2 separate regions of the Mus musculus genome follow, and region 2 is linked to region 1. Evidence: chromatin contacts called from public promoter capture Hi-C data. All regions are on one chromosome and are shown on one strand. The core of a region is the stretch at or near the end of the contact, and the rest is flanking DNA. Distances in the headings are between cores, read along the strand shown. Region 1 holds the start of Tatdn2 (TatD DNase domain containing 2). Region 2 holds the start of Rad18 (RAD18 E3 ubiquitin protein ligase).

The links. Capture Hi-C pulls out chosen DNA fragments and counts their contacts.
Region 2: a contact with region 1 is called in a promoter capture Hi-C map of liver, with 4 times the contacts expected there. The contact joins the promoter of Rad18 here to the promoter of Tatdn2 in region 1. A contact is called at or near these places in 5 of 39 promoter capture datasets (the C10 cell line, erythroid cells, fetal liver and 2 more), 1 of 115 datasets of contacts at active chromatin or transcription factors (pancreatic cancer cells) and 1 of 9 other capture datasets (liver).

What each region holds. Positions count from the first base shown.
Region 1 is chr6:113,694,505-113,698,554 of GRCm38.p6, forward strand. Tatdn2 (TatD DNase domain containing 2) reads left to right here and starts at 2,546. Exons shown (of 8, transcript NM_001347356.1): 1 at 2,546-3,097; 2 at 3,203-3,613. The coding sequence starts at 3,209. Irak2 (interleukin-1 receptor-associated kinase 2) reads left to right here. Exons shown (of 13, transcript NM_172161.4): 13 at 1-522.
Region 2 is chr6:112,694,701-112,698,537 of GRCm38.p6, forward strand. It overlaps Rad18 (RAD18 E3 ubiquitin protein ligase), which reads right to left and starts at 1,970. Exons shown (of 12, transcript NM_021385.2): 1 at 1,844-1,970. The coding sequence starts at 1,894. Gm35824 (a long non-coding RNA gene) reads left to right here and starts at 1,968. Exons shown (of 2, transcript XR_377964.4): 1 at 1,968-3,555; 2 at 3,670-3,787.

The DNA.
Region 1 (4,050 bases), core at 1,296-3,795:
AATCACTTGGTGGGTGGTAGCTCAGTATCCTTGTAAGATAACCCTGCTCTGTTCTCCCTGGGGAAGAACAGAGCTGCTCTATTCAGCTCTTGGGAGGATGGGTGCAGCGGCTGCAGAAGCACTTTGAAAATGTATCTGTTCTGTGTTCTCAATGGAGTAAAAGGTATGTAGTTCATGGCTCTGCCATGTAGAAAATGTTTATGAAGTGAATATATTTTTGAAAAGTCATGTTGCAAACATGTTTTGTAAAACAAAGCTATTTCTTTCTTTTTTTTTTTGTTTTTTTTTTGTTTTTTCGAGACAGGGTTTCTCTGTATAGCCCTGGCTGTCCGGGACCTCACTTTGTAGACCAGGCTGGCCTCGAACTCAGAAATCCGCCTGCCTCTGCCTCCCGAGTGCTGGGATTAAAGGCGTGCGCCACCATGCCCGGCTAACAAAGCTATTTCTAATTCACTATTTAAAAAAAGAATTCCATTATAGTGACAAAATAAAAATGTTTGTAATCTAGCAGCTGTCTTATAATTTTGTGTCTGGGTGAATTTGTGTACCGAATATGTTTGGCTCAAGGATTCTTGCTTTTGCTTTCATTTCTGTATGTATTGTTTGTACAATGTATGTATGCATATTTATGTATGTGCATGTGGTGTGCACACAACCATGTGCATATGGAGCTCAAGAGATGACTTGGGTTTTCAATCCTTCTTCCACAAGGTATGTATGTATGTATGTATGTATGTATGTATGTATGTATTTTAGTTTGCTGTTACACAAGGCTAGCTGGCCCATCTCTGTTGATGTAGAAGTGCTTAGATTGTATATACCCTTGCTGTACAGCCAGCTTTTATGTGGGTCCTGGTATTTGAACTTAAGACTTCATGGTTGTGGCCAGTGATTTAGTACATTGTCACTTTAGGGAGGGTTTTTATCAGCAATGCCACCTTTGCAGGGCTTGGGGCACTTGTATAACCCTTCATGGATATTAAAGTTGCTTTTATTTTTACTGTTACAAATAGGGATGGTTGCCAGGTGGTGGTGGCAGCACACACGTGTCTCTAATCCCAGCACTTGGGAGGCAGAGGCAGGCAGAATTTTATGAGTTTGAGACCAGCCTGGTTGGCAGACCTAGTTCCAGGACAGTCAAGATTTCACAGAGAGAGCCTGTCTTGAAAGAATCAAATCAAACCAAAACAACAAAACGACACCCCCCCCCCCAAAAAAAAAAGAAAAACCCCACAAACAAATAGAGATGGCTTCTGGGATGGTTAACCTTCACTGTGAACTTGGGTTAACAACCCTCTAGGAGTTAGATATGCTCTGGCTGTGACTAGGAGGGAGTTTACCGAGAGGATGAACTGAAGACAGAAGACTCTGAGTATGGGAGGTGCTATTCCATGGGTTTGGCTCCTGCATTGGGTAATTAAAAAAAAAAAAAAAAGTGAAGGCCAGCTGAGTGTGGAGAGCCTTTAGTTCTTGCCACCACAGCTGTTGGCCAAGAGCAGTCTGGGAATGAAGTAGTAGGACAAACTCTTTTCTTTACTGTTTTGGTTCTGGGGGGCGGGGGCATTTTAAGTGTCACAGGCTGGTCTGGAATTCCTGACCCTCCCCTCCAACACCTCCAGAGGGCTGCGATTACTTACAGACTTGTGTGACACCTGGGTAATTTGGTGATTAGGATCAAAAGCTTGCTTCTCCTGTAAGTGCTCTGCTATTGAGCTGCAATCATTACCTTTTCTGGGGTTGGTGTGGGAAGGTTTGAAACAGGGTCTCAAGAAGTTAGGAGGTGACCTTGAACTCTGGATCCTCTGTCCTACGGCTCTCTTGATGTGGGGTTATATCTCTTCTTTTCTTTCTCTCTCTCTCTCTTTTTTTTTCTTTTCTTTTGATCTCACTCGGAAGCCTAGGTTGATCGGAACTCATTAGCTATCCCAAACTGGCTTCGAACTCAGCAGTTCCCCAGCCTCAGCGACCCAAATGGAATTACCAATGTGAGCTACTATGGCTGCTTCAGGCACCTCTCTGTTCTCCCCACCCCCCGCTATTAAAATTTTTTTAGTTGTAGTCAGGTTCTAAAACGTCTAGGCTGGACTTTGTCAATCGTCCTGCCTCTTCTTCCTGAGCAGTTGGTTTTACAGGTCTATCCGGCAGGCCTGGTTCTGTTTTTTGTGTGTGTATGGCTTGTGCCTGCTAACCCCAATTCCGTCACTTTCTGGGTGTGTCGCTTGGTTTTTATCGAGCCACAGTTTCCTGCGTTGTTTTTTTTAAAAAAAAAAAAAAAAGGGGGAGGGGGGATGGGTGAGTAGGTGAGTGAGTGACAATGTTTGGCACGCGCGTCCGGTACCAAGAGGCCCGCCAAGTTACCCTCCATCGGTATTTTCGGCTCCCGGGCGTCCCCAGCAGGCCCTTCGCGCGGATCCAGGGCCACGTGAGAAGCTCCGCCACATATCGCTCCCAACCAACCACAGAGCTTCGTGAGGCGTAGGGGCACGCCCCAGAACGTCGGACCAACAGGCGCGCTCCGTCTTGCCCGAAGTCACGCCCCTCTCCCGTTGGAGCAATCGGCGCCGTCCCTGACGCCGGCTCCGCCCCTGCCGCACGCCGGCCGCCGGCCGCTGGGCAGGTTCCGCGGAGCTGACGCCGAGGTTGCGAAGTAGGCGGCGGGGCCGAGGCCTTGGATGAGGGCGCGGTGCGGCGCTGGGCCGGGTCAGCTGGAGGAGCGGAGGTGACTTCCGGCGCGCGGCTCCGGAGGCCAGTGGCTCCCTCAGGCCCGGGGCGGGACGGGGCGGCGGGAGGCGAGCGGCCACCCCGCCCGCGGCCCGCCCTTGGCGTCCGGGGCCTGCGGGCGCGTGCGGCCCAAAAGGCGGCTCCGCACGCGCTCGGCCCCCCGCGCAGGGCTTCGGAAGGCAGACCGCTGCACCGCGCCGCGCCGCGCCGGAAGCGCCTCGGCGTCTCGGGAGTGGCGCGCTGTTGACAGCCGCGCTCGCGGACTTGGGCTGCGCGTTGTTCGGGCTCGGCGCTCGGCCCGCGGACGCTTCTCGGAGCGCTGTGGCGTCCCCGAAGCCCGTAGCACTGGAATGGGCAGACGACAGGAACGGGAAAGGTCAGTGGGGCCGATTCCCGCCGTTGCCCTAGCGGCTTCCCGGCGGTGTGAGGCGAGCAGCCGCCAAGGCTGCTGCTACAATCGTCGTTCCTCTGTCCCTGGCAGGTGCCCATGGCGTCGGAGCGGCGCAAGGTCAAGTATCACTGGGGCAGCACGTCGGAAGGGTGTCCCAGCAAGCGCAGCCGCCCCCGGGAGCCCGGCAATGTGGCCCCCTCCAGCCGGCCAGGTCGCAGGTGTGCGTCGCGTCCTCGAGGGGCCAGCAGCCCCCAGCGTCTGAAAGTCCGGCGCGGGGACGATGTGGCCCGCGCTCCTCGGAGCTCAGTCCGCCGTCGCACCTCCTCTTCCTCTTCTTCGTCCTCTCTCTCTTCGGGCTCAGGTGTGGGTGAGGCCGCTTCCCCTGGCTTCCTGATTGCGAGCCCTCGGAGACTATTTACGTCCAAGGGGTCCCCTCTGCACCCTGCCCACTCCTCTCTAGAAGAAATGGCTTCTCTACGGAAGGAAGCTTGTAGCGTTAAGGTACGTGGCAGCGACGTCTGGCAAACAGTGAAGTCCCTTGCACGTGGTTTGAGGGGTGGAGAGAAGACATTTGGTGGGAAGAGAATAAAAATTAGATCTTTCCTGTGGAGGGCCTGGTGTGTGTGTGGGGGGGGGCGAGGGGGAGGGTGTTGAGGGGTAGAGCTCAGTATGGAGGGGGTTTTCAAACTTGGTGGCATTTGGAACTACTAGGAAAGCCTGATAATGGTTGTGGTCTGCCATCCCAGAGAGAGTGATTATAGATAGTTTGGAGGGATCTCTGCAACCTTCGAGTGATTGTAAATGGACAGTGGAACTGGAGGATCAGCACAATGGAAGGTGGAATAATGCCCAGGAAAGATGATGTAGATTTCGGTCAATTTATAGAGTTTGCCCTTGGGGCTGGAGAGAAGAAGGCACATACAGCTGCTGAAGGAGGA
Region 2 (3,837 bases), core at 720-3,219, 1.0 Mb before region 1:
ACCAACAAAGTAGACTATATTCCATATATAAAGAAACTTCTGAAAGGATGCGACAAAGTGATCATCAGAGTTACTAAGATGAGGGGACTGGGCAATGAGGGACATGGCGGAAAGGAGATCGTTTTTATTTTATGTATTTCTTGAACTGTATGAATCTGTTACTTAAAACACTGTGGAGGCTGAAGAGATGGCTCAGCAGTTAAGGGGACCTGTGCTGGATTCCCCGTGCCCACACACGGCTCCCAGCCATCCAGGACTCCAGCTCCAGGCGAGAGGACGTCGTCTCTGACCTCCATGGGCACCAGGCATGTATGCAGTGCATATACATACAAGTAGGTAAAGCACTCAATGCGAAAAATAAAATAAATAATTCTTTAGAATAATTAATGTAAATATAAGCAAATACAACCAAGGGAGTACCTACTTTTAATCTTAACACTTCAGTGGCAGGAGCAGGAGTATCCAAGCTTCAAGCCTACCTGCACTACTACATAAGGAGCCCGTCATAAAGCCAAACACAAACCAAAAAGTTGTCATTTACAGTCCATATGAAACATTACATAGCTATAAAAACCTGCTTGTGCTGGGCAGTGGTGGCACATGCCTTTAATCCCAGCACTTGGAAGGCAGAGGCATTGAGGTCTGTGAGTTCTAGGCTAGCCTGGTCTACAGAGCTAGTTCTGGGATAGGCAGGGATTCAACAAAGGAGGCCTGTCTCAAAAAACAACACACACACACAAAATAAAACAAACAATAATCAGTTGTGGAAGGGAAATGTTCAGGTTGTAATAGATGCATTGTTTGTAAGAACAGAAGGAAAAAGCCTGCACTCAGAGGACAGAGCTAGTTACGGGACAGCCAAGGATATCCAAAAAAACCCCTGTCTCAAAAAACAACAATTATAAAAGCAAAGAATAACCAACTGTCATAGGGAAACCGTCTAGGTTATAACAGATACAACGTAAGCCTGCTGCACTCAGCAGACAGAGGCAGGAGGGCTACCCAATCTTGGTAGAAAACAAACATCAAAACAAAAAACATCCACCGGATGGGCAGAGGTGGCACACATCTTTAATCCCAGCACTTGGGAGGCAGAGGCAGACAAGCAGATCTCGCTGAGTTCAAGGCCAGCCTGGTCCTACAAGAGCAAGGCTACACAAAGAAACCCTGTCTCAAAAACAATCAAACAAACAAACAACACATCCTACTAAATGTTATTTAAGGGAGATAATTCAGTATGCAATAATTCCTTAAAAGGAAAGGCTAAGCGCTGGGTCTAGGTCCTGGTCTCTCTTTTAAAAAGATGTGAGCCAGGGGCTACAGGGTATGACCTCGTCTCCTAAATTAATAAAATAAATAAAAGTTAAATAAAGAGAGATGCGTCATTATTGAGTCATGGAGGGCACATTAGGCAGGGAAGCCGGATGCAGTGTGTTAAGAACGTGGAGGACTTCTGGACCACAGCCAGAAATGGAAAACCATGATAAGCGGACCCTCTGCTATACTGCTTGATTATAAAATGTCATCCGATGCAACGTCCACACAAATCACGAGTGGTGTCACTGTTAACACAGGAGTCCTCGTAGGATGTGATGTCACCATCGTTGACACTACTTTACGGGGAGACGCGGTGATAGTGACAGAAACCCAAAACATCCGGTTCGTTAGGGCGGCGACCTAAGGCTGACTGCGCAGGGCCGCGGCGCGTTCCCGGACCGTCTCGGGGGTTGGAAACTGAGGACCGGCGTCGCGAGGCCAGGTTAGGGCCGAGGCGGCGGCGCGCGGACCGGGGTGCCTGTTCGCACCGACGACGTCCGCGCCCCGGCCTTCCCCCGACACTCACCTTCATCACCGCCAACCCCGGAGGCCATCGCGGCTCGGCCAGGACCTCCATGGCCGCACCTGATGAGACCGCCAGCTACCGGCCCGCCACGCAGCTCCTCTACTCGAAATTCCCCGCGCTACACCGTACGTCAGCTACGTGCGGCGCGCTCGCGGCGAGCGCACGGCATGCTGGGAGCTGTAGTTCTTGTGCGTTGGACGTTAGCGGCTTCGGAAGACCGAAGGGGAAAAAGTGAGACATTCCAGGGCGTAGCCTGGAGCGATGCAGGCGTTTGGACCTCTTGGATCCCGAGAGACAAGAAGATAAGTGAAAGATTAAAAGCAGCTTTAATCTGTCTTATAAAATGAATAAACAAAAGATTCCGGAAGGTGATTGAATATTAGGAAAAAGAAACCAAATGAAGCCTAAGCCTTGGTAGAGAGTTCAAGATCTAGGCTCAGGTCTTCCCTCTTCAGGTAGTAATCTCTGGTTGCTTTAGAGATCTGTCTTGCTCCTTGAAAATATCTAAAGTTACACTTCTGTCTCAACTCCTCTTTCTGTAAGCATCCACGAGAGCCACATAGAGCCTCTGTTCTTCAAAGGTAACCACGGCTAATATTGGCACTTAGTTCTCAGATAGTCCCCATGTATAAAAGGACCAGTGTTAGCAAAGAGTGTTATTAAATCAGTTTAACAGGAACCCACATTCTTTTTTATCAAATTACTCCATCTACTTGAGAGGCTCCTCACCCTCTTCCATCTCCCAGGTGACGCCTTATCTCCCGGACCTGTCTCCAGAAAGGTTCCTTTTAGGCTCATTTAACCAGAGCTCCATTATCTGGATGTGGAACGCTGACCAACACACAGCCAGCCTGGCTACTCAGTTCAGCACTCATCTTCTGCCTTCTGTGGGCCTCCGCTGTACTAGGTCTCAGGGGCCACAAGTTGGTCCAGATGACTCGCAAGACAGAATCCCGAAGCTTGCGGTATCACTGATACCCCGGTGGCCCACACATTCACCGATTCAACATGTATGTTTTGAAGACTTACAATGGACCAGGCATGTGAGCTCTCCTGGAAAGTAGGGGGAGAGATGTGGCTGTTACAGACACTTTACAGGTGTGAAGACTAAAACCCAGCAGGTTAGGAATTCATTCTTTTGAGTTTTTATCATAAAATAATCCCTGTAATCTGAGCCAATTAATTTTTCCTAGCCTACAGTCACAGATGAACTGTGCAACACCAACACAAACAACATTTAGGTGATAGTTTACTTATTACAGTAATAGCTAACACATATTAGACCACCTGTATTCAAAGCACTCCTGTGGCTTTGGGTTGTTTTGTTTTGTTTTGTTTTTGCATCATGCACTTACTTGGTTTACTCATTATTCAAAGGAAAGAAAAATGGGTAATTGGTGCAGAGCATTCTGCAGCTAAGTAGAAGCAGGGCTTGAACTCAGGATGTTGGGCTTTTGAGCATATAAACTACCACAGAATCGTCTCATAAGAGTCTGTCTGGTCAAGACAGTTCTTTCCGCATGCAGATACGGAACCCAGTGTCAGAACAGCAAGAGGATTCAGACACTGAATCTAGCAAGTCGGCAGCCAGGAGGTAAATGGCAGATTAGATGCAAGGTGGATTTGTACCAACCCATCAGGGGAGAGTACTCACATGAACTCTAGGTTGAGTTGGGTGCTGCTGGATAGTTCTGGGAACATCGGAGGGGCAGGTGGCAGATTAGATGCAAGGTGGATTTGTACCAACCCATCAGGGGAGAGTACTCACATGAACTCTAGGTTGAGTTGGGTGCTGCTGGATAGTTCTGGGAACATCGGAGGGGCAGGTTGCCGTGCAAAGATACGGCAATAACAAAAAAGCAAGTTTGCCATAGTTATTCCTTTAGGGTTCTCTTTGGATACTGGGCAATTAGGTTAACAAATGACTGGGGAGTGAAAGAGAAATGTGTGAGAAAAGAGGGAAGAATAGGGGAGGGACAGAGAGAGGGGGAGGA